2 separate regions of the Arachis hypogaea genome follow, and region 2 is linked to region 1. A link is a contact called in public Hi-C data. All regions are on one chromosome and are shown on one strand. The core of a region is the stretch at or near the end of the contact, and the rest is flanking DNA. Distances in the headings are between cores, read along the strand shown. Region 1 has its middle 18 kb from the start of LOC112771165. Region 2 holds the start of LOC140181258.

Evidence for each region. Hi-C and Micro-C count contacts between places; a contact is called where the count stands out from the background.
Region 2: a contact with region 1 is called in a Hi-C map of leaf, with 1.5 times the contacts expected there. The contact joins the promoter of LOC140181258 here to the enhancer-like site in region 1. A contact is called at or near these places in 3 of 8 Hi-C or Micro-C datasets (all in leaf).

What each region holds. Positions count from the first base shown.
Region 1 is chr18:16,203,404-16,210,730 of arahy.Tifrunner.gnm2.J5K5, reverse strand. No RefSeq gene overlaps it. Among protein-coding and RNA genes, the nearest start is that of LOC112771165, 18 kb to the right of the region's middle. Within about 2 kb of position 2,505, at least 2 of the 3 cell types and tissues checked have open chromatin away from gene starts, as enhancers often do.
Region 2 is chr18:16,262,685-16,270,011 of arahy.Tifrunner.gnm2.J5K5, reverse strand. LOC140181258 reads left to right here and starts at 2,989. Exons shown (of 1, transcript XM_072224785.1): 1 at 2,989-3,465. The coding sequence starts at 2,989. The coding sequence ends at 3,465.

The DNA of each region.
Region 1 (7,327 bases), core at 1,256-3,755:
AGTTGCATTCAATTTGATTTATCATTCTTTCTTATTTAAGATTTTTCTTCATTTTTCGACCACGCACCGTTGGATGAATACTTTCAATGTAATGTTTTTGGGAAATTCCCACCTTTCATTATACTGTCCTATTTTTGGACATCTTTGTATTTCATTTTTCAATAATTAATGAAATATAATCTACTATCTTTGAAAAAAAAAGTTTAGTTTTTTTGTTTATCTATTATAAAATGAGAGGCACTTAAATAAAGACATCTAAAACATCTTTTTTAAAAATATTTTTTAATAATTAAAATTTAACATATATAATCGATTAAACCGTGTTATTTCTGTTATAATTAGATTGGACAAACTGATTTAACTGAAAATTTGATGAATCAAATTTTAAATTGGTCTAAATTAATATTCTTTTTTATAAAAAATAACTATAATATTCTTATTATAGAAAATGATTAAAATACTCCTATTATATATATATAATAAAAAATATTTTAATTATTTTTTATAATACGGATATTGTAGTCATTTTCTATAAAAAAATATTAATTTAAATCAGTTCAAGATTTGGTTTACTGATTTTTTTTGTCAAATCAATTTGTCTGATATAATTTTCACAAAAATAACACAATTTAATCAATTATATGTATTAAATTTTAATTATTAACAAACATCTTTAAAAAATGACATTTTAGGCGTCTTTATATGAGTAATTTCTTATAAAATTAGTTTAGGTTTATAACATATTTATATTGGAACAATTAATTTTAAAATTTCAAATCGTCAAACAGATTTTGGTTTAGTTAATCGATTTACAAATTAATTTTTATCAATTTGATTAATTATTTTTTAAAACTAGTTATAGTTTATAAACTATTTTAAATTTGGTTAAGATTTTTTTTTACTAATTAATTATTTTATGATTTTTTATGAACAACTTTATTAATTTTTTAAAAGCTCATTTCTAACAAACTGAGCAATTAATTTTAGCTGTTGCTGCTAAGACTTATTGCACAAATCTCATTCAAACCCTTTTCATGTCAAAACTCTATTAATTCCAACTAGGATTTCATATGTTAGTCTCCTCTTACGTTATATATCTTTCTTGTATATTCAAGTTACTAAAATAGAATGAGTTAGAAGATTATATTATAGTCAAGTAGAGACTAGTGAATCTATTTTTTTTGGACCATATTTCATGAGAATGTAATACATTATTTGATTATTATATATTTCTCCTTTTCTGTATATTATCAATTATGATTTCTTAAAAAATCTTGAAGAACAGAAAAAAAGATAATTTTAATTAAAAATTAAAAGATTATATATTTCTAATATGCTTGTGCAAATCTATTTATACACTTTCACTAGATACTAACAACTTAGGTACTAGCATAAATTTAACTAATCTTGTCATATAAATGAAAGCTAATTATAGATAATTAACACATACTAACATATATTCACCATTTTTTTATATCCTTTGGTTCTATCACCGTTTTAAATTTTTTATTTTTAATTTTTTTTGTCTTTTCTATGATTTGGTGTGCGTATTATGTAATAATATATTTATTTTTGATACTTTCAAATCTTTTATATGATCAATAATGATGTACATTTTTTATTGAACAATCAATATATGTTGTCAAACTTAGTTAATTTATAAATTAAAGAATTTATAATTTTATAATATGAAAGATGTTATTTATCTTTTGAATTTCAATTTTTAATCAATTTTTTAAGAATTTATTATTATTTAATTAATTTGAATATTTATTTTTATAATAATAATTATGTAAAAAATTAGAAAAATTATTTATTTTTTATTTTTTTCTCTTCTAAAAATTGATCAAAGACTAAAATTTAAAGATACCTAATTGCACTATTATTATATTAGATGATGATTTAATATGATTGTTGTTGTTATTATTATAAGAATAAATTTTTATTAATATTTACTTAAATTAAAAGCTGTAAAGTAAGATATTTTGAAGAGTGGTAAAATTTTTATTTTAATTTTGGCGTTTTTGAAGGGTAATGAATACACTTTTTCCAAGTATTAAGTTTGAAGGAAGAAGTCCCTATGCATTTATATTTTGAAGTGTATACACACGCACCAACGCAAATAAGTTCTCTCAATTTTTTAAATACTTAAGAGAATAAATTGTAATTTTTTATTATTAATTTTATAAATAAAATAAAAGATAAATATAAAAAAATAAAAATTAAATTAAATCATTAATTTAATTTTCACCAAAAATTCGTTCCCTACACGAACCACCTTAATTTCACTAACTCAGTATGTACCATCATCTAGAGTCAAACAAAATCCTAAAGATTTTCTCGAACAAACAAATCAAAGTCTTCTTTTTCAATAAATCCAACATTGATGTTTATCCATTTTGAACTTTGATTACTATTTCGTGCTTTGATTGTGTTCTTCCCCGCCCGAATACCCATAACCATAAGCTTGTATGTTGTATCTCAATTTTATTAGCGCATGAATAATGTGATCACTTCCCTATTCACGTGCTTTCATATGGTACAATTAATATATTATATAGACACACTACTATATACTTTCTTTTTTAAACAAAAAAGATTACATAATAAGGATATGGTCCAATTAATTAAACGGATCCACACGTGGCGTTCGCGCAGCATTTTTATTTTTTTTTGTTCCTAACACTGTTGAGTCGGTTACCAGCTAGCCATACAATAATGTATGTATGCACTTTTTGTATCTTTTATTCTTTTTTTGTGACGATGTAACGCTTTTGGTCTTATTCCTCAAGGCCCTTCAAAATTGTTGAATCAAGTAATAAAGCTGTAAAGGGTAAAATTGTGTAATTATATTATCTGAAAGTAATAATTATGTTCAGTTATCTTTGCATTCTTCTTAGTAACACAAGAATTACATTATTAAGGCTTCGTTTGTTTTTTAAATAAAATAAGATAAGATACTAAAAATAAAATATAAAAAATTTAATTTATTTTTTTATTCAATAAATTTAAAAATATATATAATAATAAAAAATATAATTATAAAAAATTAACAAAAATAATAAAATAAAAAATAAATTATATTTTTTATTAATATTTTTATATTTTTTTATTAAGATAGACACAAAATATAATAATTTAATATTTTTAAATACAATATCTTTCGTCTTTATAAACCAACCTAATAATTTGTGAATTTAAGCCACAAAAAAATGGTTTAATAAGAATGACATTATGGATCATATATGTGTAAGGTTTTATTAAAATCTAACCTGGATGGATGTAATAAAGAAAATCACCAAACACTAATTATATTATTTTCAAAAAATTCTACTAAGGTTTCGTTTAGATAAACAGTTTAATTAAATTTCTTTTGATAAAATAGTTTAAATAATAAATGACTATATTAAAAGTAGCTTATAAATAAATTATTTTGTGTTTAAATTTTTTATTTCTAAAAGTATTTATTTTATAAAAATATTATAAAAAATAATAATATTATAAAAGAAATTATTGTTTTAACTTTTTTATAAATTTTTAAATAATTTTTTAAAAACTATAATTTAATTTTAAAAATTATACTAAATATTAATACTACTATTTTTTATAAGTTATAAATTTAAAAAAATTACTCTCAAAATTTTCCAAATGAACCTTAAGTTAAAAATTTTAGATTGGATTGAAAGATGTGAAATAGTAGAATAAGTTAAAAGAATGTTATTGTTGGAGATGAGTAGGATAAGTATGACACGTGTTATGTTAATATTGGAGATTGGACAGGCGACGGTATTCCCAAAACATCACGTGGGAAAAATTAAAAGAGGGGCAACAAGAAATTTATATTTGTGTTCCCATTTCGGAGTGTGATGAGTCTGAAACTCTGAATTAGTCAAACGTAATAGAGACGTGGACTACTAAATACTGCACGCTGGTCAAACTACAGTGTTGCTATCAACAAAAATATACATATAATGGCTTAATCACAAAGATTTTCAAACTCTAAAGAATATTCTTATGGTACAAGAAAGAATGTAAACAAAAATAGTAACATTTAGTATACGGACATGCAAAATTTTTGGTACTATATATTCAGACAACCCTCTCATTTAATTATTTGAGAAAAAGACAAATAGGTCCCTAATCTTTTGTCACGCAGATATTTTCGTCTCTTACCATTGAAAAATACTTCTAAGTCTCTGACCTTCACAAAATTTGGACGAATCAGTCCCTCCGTCCAAATGCCTCCGTCAGGGACTGATCCGTCCAAATTTTGTGAAGGTCAGAGACTTAAAAGTATTTTTTAATAGTCAGAGACAAAAATGTCCGCAGAACAAAAGGTCAGGATCTATTTATCCTTTTCTCTAATTATTTTCTTCTTTTTAAATGCATATTTTTTTATAAGATATAATTTTATTAATTTTTTGTAGTTTTAATTTTTTATTATGTATTATTTTAAAGAATTTATTTAACTTATGTCATAAGAATACATGTTAAGATGATAAATTAATTTTTTTAAATACAAAAAAAAATTAATTTTTCAATGTATTTATTTTTTATTTATTAAATAAAAATATTTAAAATATTCTATTAATAGTAGTCTTATTATGTGTCCTTAGAGTATATGTTAGTTAAATTTTATTTTAAATTCATTAAATGCTATACAAAGATATATTTTAATTTTAGTTATGTCCCAAAATTATTCAATTATTAAATTTTTAAAATAATAAATAATATTTACATTCTTATTTAAAAATAAAAGGACTAAAAAATTATAATATACTCAATAAATCTAATATTTTATCATTGTGTATTTAAAAAATTTATTACATAGAGATATGATATCAATTTTTTTTAGGTTAACCTTTTATGCGAGCATGTGTATGTGTATTGAATAATAGAGTTATTAATGGGTTCACACTACAAAAAAGGTAATATTATATGTCTATTTAATATAATTACAATTTTATAAATAAAAATAGTACAATATAGTATATACGTAATAGATATTATAATATTTTAGAAAAAAATTTATTGTAATTTATTTTTAACGAGAGCATACAAAAAATTGTTTAATGTGAATTTTTTCAAGCTGTGAGCTTATTGCCTTATTCACCAAGTCAAAAGGTGTATAAAGGAAACTTGACTTTTGACGTTTTCAGCTTCAATTCATTCGTTCCCCGCATTCTCATTATTTTTTTTAAAGTATTGTTTGGTTACCAGATGAAAAACAAAAAAAAATGAAAAAAATAATAATTAAAAGAAAAGTGAATTTTTGTGTGTTGTTTGGATGAAAAAATAAATAAATAATAATAAAAAAATTATTTAAATAAAAAAATTATTTAAATAAAAAAATTTATATCAAAATAAAATTATATTTATATTTTTATTTATATTATATATAAATTATAATTTATATTAAATAAAGGACAAATTCGTAATTGAACAATTATTTACTTTTTCTTCGGCTGTTTTCATCTCATTGAGGAAGAGAAAACCTTTGGATGGATCTCATATTACATTTTTTTCTCCTCTTAATTTTTTTTGGGTCATCTAAACAATGAAAATTTTTATTTTTCATCCATTTTCCTTTTTTCTATTTCCTTTGAATCAAATACCGTGTAAAAAAAATTAATTATTAAGCTAAAGCATATAAATAGAGGTCATTAGGGCAATCGGCCATGACTTTCCAAATTTTTTATAAAAATATTAATAGTAGTTTTTCAAATAATAAAGAGTAGTTGAGTTGGCTCAAATACTTTACTATAATTTAGAGTATTTAAGTTTAATTTCTATCTTATATTTTTATTGCATAATAATTTTTAGTTTTAGAATGGACCTTTGTTGGCTTCACAACACATCAAAATTAAAAGATAAAATCAAATTATATCAAAAAAGTTATCTAATAAAAAGAGATAACAATAAAAAAAATTATCTAACAAAATAAAAATTAAAAATTATTATTATAAAAACACTATAAAGACACGCTCCTTGCTGCTTGTTACTTTGCTTCTCATTATAAAAAGCATGCTTTGCTAAAAAATTAGGTATTTTTTATTTATTTAATTTAATATTATTTTATATATTATTATTTATTTTATTTAATTTTTTATATGATAAAAATATTAGAATATTCAATAAGTATTGATATTAATGTATTTATATAAATTGATAAAAAAAATTAATAAATATTATAAATTTTAATATTTATCCTTCTAATTTTTTTTATATATTTTACAGGATATATATTCAATTTTTTATATAAAATAATGATGAAAAATCAAAGAATTGATACATTTTTAAGAGGAAGGCTAATATTCAATAAGGAGAACATATAACTTCTACAATATCAATGCCTGTAAATAGTTCTTCTACTTTAATGAATCACAAAAAAAGTGAGATACAACTTTCAAAAATTCAAAGAGTTGCATCTAATGAGTTTGACCTTAATTATTTGGAATGAGACCCTGGGAAACGGCTTCAAATTTGGCAATATCACCCAAACCAGAGAGATGAGATTAGACAAGCTTATCTTAAATGGGGTTCATATCAAAAGCATCTTGACAATTATCTAGGGTTGGCAATTCATACCCTACCCGTGGGTACCCAATCTGGTCCAACCCGTTCAAGTAGGGTAGGCTACCCGACCCGCTGCGGGTAGGGTAGGGTACGGTACGGGTATGCCTGCGGGTAGGGTAGAGTAGGGTACGGTAGGGTAGGGTACAGGTTTAGGGTGTACCCTACCCTACCCTACCCTACCCGCACCTCATATATAACACATATTTTATAAAAATTAGGTATATAGTGAAGGAAGTGAAAATTGAATCCACAACCTCCCTTATGTAATGATTTATAATAAGTGAACAACCACTAAAACTAGTTAATTAATTTAGTAATTTAGAGCATTAGTTTTTATTTTTTATGTTATTAATATGTATAAAATTCAAAATGATTGAATTTTATATTTACTTTAAAAAAATTTGATATTTCTGCGGGTAGGGTAGGGTAGGATAGGGTTTAAAATTTTAGGGTACAGGTAGGGTTAGGATTGAGAGATACTCAACCTGCGAGTAGAATAGGATAGAGTTTTAATAAAATTTTCAACCGGTGGGTAGGGTTATTCTACCCTATCCATTACCAACCCTACAATTATCCTCTATCTTGTAGAATTATTTATTTATTATTTTATTAGTAACAAATTTAAAGAATAATTATATTTATAAATTTTATTTTAATATAAATATTATTATTAAATTTTTATGTTAAATTTTTGCCCTCAAAATTTTATTTCAAATTCCGTCACCGCATATAATTTCCTATTAGTAACCAA
Region 2 (7,327 bases), core at 1,740-4,239, 59 kb before region 1:
ATAAATTTAAATTATTTTTTATATTATTTTATTATTTTATTTTAAATATATACATAAAAATATTAATTTTGTATTTTTTTTTAATGTATTTTTTATTATATTTTTTCAGTATTCTCAATGCTCTTATTTTTTAATATGTTTTAGACTATTTTTTATTAATTATAATTTTATTATTATTTATAATTAATTTTTTATTTAATTTATTTTTTATTAGAATCAATAATATATATTATAAAAAATATAACAATAAACCGTAAAAAAAATTATAATTACAAATTTTATAATAAAAATAAATTATATCTTTTTAGTATTCTTAATATTTTTTATTTTATTTTATTTTTTATTATAATTTTATTATTATTTTATGATTAATTTTTTATTTTTATCTTTTTTTTTTTTATTTATAACACTTGAAGGTGAGAACAAAGACTAGATCTATATAGTAAGAGATCCGTCTAAGAAATAATGATGGAGTTCACGTGGGTTTCTATTGAAAGGGTTGACAATTGACACCGTTAGTGTGTTTGATGGTGACAATCACGTGATTCAGTCATGATGTTATACTATATTATTACTGAAAATATTATTGTGTTTTTCAATTCAAGAAGAACGTGAGAGTATTACTAACAATATTATTATACTACTATATTTTTCAAAGAAATAAACGTGAGAGTACCAATGTAACACTAATCTGTCTTAGAGCCGCACACATGTTCCTCTCACAGTATGTCATTGATAGAACTGTGTTTTTCAATTCAAGAAGAGTAAGAGTACCAATATAATACTAATTTATCGAGAGAATCGAGGAGCTTGTGAGAATTCCAAACATAACATTAATCTATATCAAAAACTAAAAAACAATCGGTCCCAAAAATCGTTCAAGTGTGCTTCTCATGATATACTTTAAATTCTTTTGACTCTACCTGATAATCATGTGTCTCTCCCAAAATATATTTTAGACTCTTAACCTTTCATGCAAGTGCTCACACATATCTCCAACAATTTTTTCTTTTATTATTTTTTATAATATGTGAATAAATTTTTTATTTATATTTATTTTCATTTGATTATATTATTTACAACTCTACTAATTTAATATAAAATTTTTATTTTTTAAAATAAAAATTAATAAAATAATAAAATAAATGAGTAATTATTATTCAATTTATAATTTTTATTTAATTTATAAATAATTAAATATTCACTTTCTAGCTTTATCAATCTTTTCATTTTAAAAGAATTTTTTTTATATTACTCTACTCATGTAATTAAAATATTTAGTATTTTGACTAATTTTAATTAATATGAGAATTTAATTTTAATGTATTAATAATATAAAATATTTTATATAGCTATTTAATTATATTTATTTTTTTATATAATTATTTATGTGATTAATATTAAAAATAATTATTTTTTAATATGATATTATATAATTACATAGATATACAAAATTATTTTATACGAATCATTGTATTAAAATTAAATTAGATTTAATTATTTTATTGGTCTTTATAGTTTCACCAAATTTTTATTTAGGTTCCTGTACTTTTTTTCGTTTCAGTTGGGTCTCTACACTACTTTTAATTTTATAATTACGTCCTTTTCATGTTAAAAATGTTAAAATTAACATAATATTTTTACCAAAATATATTCGGTCAAAGATTTAATTAAGTTTTTAATTATAAAATACCTTTAATTTGCAAAAAAATATTCCGTTAACTCTAATATTTTTTACACTAAGAAGGACTTAATTACAAAATTAAAAAAAAATACAAAGACCTAATTAAAAATTTGATAAAATTATATACATAATAATTAAATAATTAAATTATTGATATAATATTTATTTATTTGTTAAGGTCATAAAAATTCTATACTCTGTGGACCGTAGGTAATTTAGTCATTTTTTAAAGTAATTTTAATGATTTTTTTTTAAAGTTAGGAATAAAATTTGAATCCATTACCTTTAAACGAGTATAAGGATACTATATAATAATCTTATATAACTGTTAGTTTTAATTTAATTTATATTTTTAATAATATTTATAATTGTTTGAATCTTAAGTTTTAATTTTATATGCTAAATTTAAATATTATAAAAATAAAACAAAATTCACAAAAATGAATTAAGATATAAATTTTTACTAATCATAAATAATAACAAAATAATTTATATATAATAAAATAGGATAATACAAAATTCTGCTCCTATTCATTCTGTTATTATGACTATTTTTAAGTGTTGCTGTAAATAAAAGCAATTACTTTGGATTTAAAAAGATAAAAAATTGAAGTGAAGAAAAGTTAAACAATTAATATTGTTAGTGTGTTTGACGGTATTAGTTAATATATATGCTGAAAATAATATTTTCAAATGTAAAAGATTTGTTAGTATATTTTGTTTGTTTGTTAGATTGTTCAGCTGACTAGTTTGTTAGGGCTAGCTAATATATAGTTTGTTATTCCTTTTTGTTTTCATACTTTTTGCACAGCTATATAAACCATATAGCATAGTGTGAAGTTCTTATGATGTATTATTCAATTGGAATCAGAAACTTCATCATCACAACACTCCTTTTTCTCTCTTTCTCAGTTTCTTCTCAATCATTCTTTTCTTCCTCATTCTGCTGCAGCCATTTCACTAGCTGCTAGTAACTCTTTTTTACTTTCTCCATTTATTGTAAATTTGCTACTTAAGATTGATACCATTTTACATGGTATCAGAGCTAGGTTACATCAATGGCGAGAAGCGAAGAAAACAGCTCAAATGCCAATATTCAAGTAGATTCCGCTGCAGTTTTCGAACGATTCACAGCGTTTATGCGCCAGTTCTCGCAATTTCAAGTTCAGCTCAACAAATCAAACTCTTCTTCTACAATCTCTGACCCCATCAGCACGTATTATCTGCATCCAAGTGAAAGCTCAGGTACGGCTTTGATTCCGCTTCAACTTACTTCTCAAAACTACTACCAATAGTCACATGATATGTGGAGAGCACTCAGATCGAAGAACAATGTGAAGTTCTTGGATAGTTCAATTCCAAAACCAGTTGAGAATCAACCTTTGTTTGAAGTTTGGGATCGCTGCAATAACATCTTGCTTTCATGGCTCAACCTCTCGCTCTCCCCAGAAATTGCTAAGAGTGTGATGTGGATTAGCAATGCTTCAGATCTGTGGAAGGACTTAAAGAATCGTTACTCACATGGAGATGTCTTCAGAGTTGGAGAATTGAAAGAGGAATTCTACACTATCAGGCAAGGTGATTTAACTGTTACTTCCTACTTTGCCAAATTGAAATCTGTTTGGGAAGAATTAGAGAACCTTCGTACAATCCCTAGCTGTATAGCTTGTGTTAATGGCTGCAACTGTGGATTAAAAATTATTAGGGATTATGCTTCTGAGAAATACGTTGTGAAATTTCTTAGAGGTCTGAATGAGCAATATTCTACTGTGAAATCTTAGATTATGTTACTAAAACCTTTGCCTGATATCAATGCTGTTTTGGCAATGCTAACTCAACAAGAGAGGAAACTAAGTTCAGATTTCTTGGATACAAAGATAATCACAAATTCTATGGAAGTACAACATCAACAAAGAGGTAGTTATTCCTCGAGAGGCAGAGGAAGAGGTCAAAGTGGTGGCAAGGGAAATACTTCTCAGAAGACTTTTGGTAAAGGATACACTTCCAAATTATGCACTTACTGGAACAAATTGGGCATTTGGTTGAGAATTGCTACAAGAAAAATGGTTTTCCTGCACAGTGGAAGCAGAAAAGTGCAAATCACATCAGCACTGAAGGTGAAATTGAAGATTCAGGTGCTGGTGGTGACATTACTGATTCTGGTCAAGAAGAAGGTGGTAATGAAACTGCTCTTGTTTTGACTCCAAACCAGAAGGAAACTTTAATTGCACTTCTCCAGCAACCACCCATGACAGCTTCAAGTAGTGTGAATCATATCACTTCCTCAGCCACCTTAACTCAACCAAAAGGTAGACATATTTTGACTGCATATTTTACTAAAACCTCTTGGATACTAGACAGTGGTGCTACTGATCATGCCTGTTATCTTCAAAAAAATTTTAAAACTTTTTATCATATAAAGCCTGTTTTGGTTAATCTACCTGATGGATCTAAGACCTCTACGAATATTTGTGGAACTGTGCAATTGTCAACTTTTTTAATCCTTACCAATGTTTTATTCATACCTAACTTTAAATATAATTTAATTTCTGTTTCCAAGCTTACTAAATCATTACATTGTGAATTTAAATTCACTGATTCTTACTGTGAGATACAGGCACTTCCTTCATTGAAAATGATTGGACAAGCTGAGATGCAAGGAGACTTATATGTGATGAATGTTGAACCTATGAAACTGCCTTCATTAGATTTTAGGATACAATCTATAGCTCTTAGTGTGCAGCAAGACCTAGGAACTCTTTGGCATGCTAGACTAGGTCATTTACCTTACAGCAGAATGATTACTATGCAAAAAAGCTTTCCTTTTATTGATTGCATTACTTCTTCACATGTTTGTGATTCTTGTCAATATGCTAGACAGAGAAAATTACCTTTCACAACAAGCAATACAAATTCTGAAAATGCTTTTGATTTATTGCATATTGATATTTGGGGACCTCTTTCTCTTCAATCAACTTCAGGTCATAAATATTTTCTAACTATAGTTGAGGACAAAACTCAGTTCACATGGATTTATTGCATGAAATTGAAATCTGAAACTAGAAAATTGGTTCAAGACTTTGTCCAACTTGTGCAAACACAATTCAGCAAAAGAATTAAGCGAATTCGAATTGATAATGGTATGGAATTCAAAATGGACTCATTTTATAGTTCAAAAGGCATAGAACATCAAACTTCTTGTGTTGAAACCCCACAACAAAATGGTGTTGTGGAGAAAAAGCATCAACACCTACTGACAGTTGCAAGAGCATTATTATTTCATTTAAATGTTCCCAAATGTTTTTGGCATTATGCTGTGCAACATTCAGTTCATTTAGTTAATAGGTTACCTAGTACCTTTTTGAACAATACAACTCCATATGAGGCTTTATTTCATTCAAAACTTGATCTAAATGAGCTTAAAATTTTGTGTTGTCTTGTGTTTGCTTCAATACTTACAGCTGGTAGAACAAAACTAGATCCTAGAGCTCGAAAGTGTATTTTTTTAGGATCCAAGTCAGGAACCAAAGGTTCTATTTTATTTGATTTAAAGACAAAAGAAATTTTTATCTCACGAAATACAGAATTTTTTGAACATCATTTTCCTTTTAGATCTGTTCAAACAACAATTGGGACTCATGCAAAATCAAATTCTCACCCACAACACTCTTTTAATCCAACAGATTTTGATCCTTTTCCTGAATTACAATTGCCTTCTGCATCACATTATGAAGATATTATTCATACATCATCACATCCTAGAATTACTTCTGATGTCTCTAATAACAATAGCTCTCTTTCATCTTTGAATAATGACATTAGTAAGAATTCTACATCATCTGCATCTGCATCATCCATTCATGAAAATAGTGATAATGCTACTATTCTTATGCCTCATGTTGATCATATTCAATCTGAACCAACTCAGCCTGCCCTGAGAAGGTCTGAGAGGGATAGAAAACTACCCTCATACCTTAAGGACTTTCATTGTTTCAGTATGGCATCACATGAGGATCCCATCAATGCTGTTCGTTCTTCTTCAAACTGTAAGTACCCTTTATCACACCATTTGTCATATGAATCTTTCTCTCCAAAACACCTAGCCTTCACTTTTGCACTTATAAATAACCCTGACCCGAAGCACTACTCTGAGGCTGTTATGCATGATTGCTGGAGAAAGGCTATTGATGCAGAACTTGCTGCTCTTGAGCAAAACAAGACCTGGATCATCACTTCTCTTCCTCATGGCAAGAATGCAATAGGTTGTAAATGGGTTTTTCGCACGAAATTCAACCCAGATGGGACAATTGAAAGACATAAGGCTCGGTTAGTCGCTCAGGGGTTCACTCAAATTTCAGGCGTTGATTATATTGACACATTCAACCCGGTTGTTAAAATGAGCACAGTGAGAGTTCTCTTAGCAATTGCAGCATCAAAGAATTGGCATCTTCATCAACTTGATGTCAATACTGCCTTACTTCATGGGGATCTCCATGAAGATGTTTATATGAAGTTACCAAAAGGGCTGAAGTGTGATAATCCCAAGTTAGTTTGTAAATTAAAAAGATCTCTTTATGGTTTGAAACAGGCGAGCCGTCAATGGAACATCAAACTATCCAATACTCTAATTGATTTGGGATATATTCAGTCAGAAAATGATCACTCTTTATTCATCAAGTCCACTAATATTAGCTTCACTGCTATTTTGGTCTATGTCGATGATCTTGTATTAGCTGGTGATGATCTCTCGGAAATTAAAGCTGTCAAACGCTTCTTGGACAGCAAATTCAAGATAAAGGATCTTGGTATTTTAAAATTCTTCATTGGCATGGAAGTAGCAAGGAGTAAAACAGGGATTGCTCTTTATCAAAGAAAATACGCTTTAGATTTGATCAATGATTGTGGCTTACTTGGAGCCAAATCTGTCACTACACCCATAGATTATACTACATCTTTGTCAAGAAATTATGGCTCTCCTCTACCCGATGCTACTCTTTATAGAAGGCTGGTTGGTCGTCTTCTTTATCTCATCAATACCAGACCCGACTTGAGCTACCATGTAGGCTGTCTTACTCAATTCATGGTTTGTCCCACTAATGTTCATCTCAAGGCAGTTTATAGAGTGATTTGATACTTGAAACAATCACCAGCATCAGGTCTTTTCTTTTCTGCCTCTAATTCTTTTATTCTCTCTGGATATACTGATTCTGATTGGGGGGCTTGTAAGGATACTAGAAAATCTATTACTGGTTATTGCTTCTTTCTTGACCAAACTCTTATATCTTGGAAAAGCAAGAAGCAAACAACAGTCTTTAGATCCTCTTCTGAAGCTGAATATCGAGCTCTAGCAAATGGAACTTGTGAACTTGTATGGTTGCTAAAACTTCTAAAAGAATTCAAGATTTCTCCTCCCCTGCCTGTTGATATATTCTGCGACAATAAATCTACTATATATATTGCCTCAAATCCAGTTTTTCATGAACGGACAAAGCATGTTGAAATTGACTGTCATGTAGCTCGTAACAAATATAAAGAAGGAGTTTCAAATCTTCAACATATTGCCTCTAGTGAGCAGCTGGCTGATCTGTTTACAAAGCCTCTTGCACCGGGACCCTTTTCCTACTTGCTATCCAAGCTAGGATT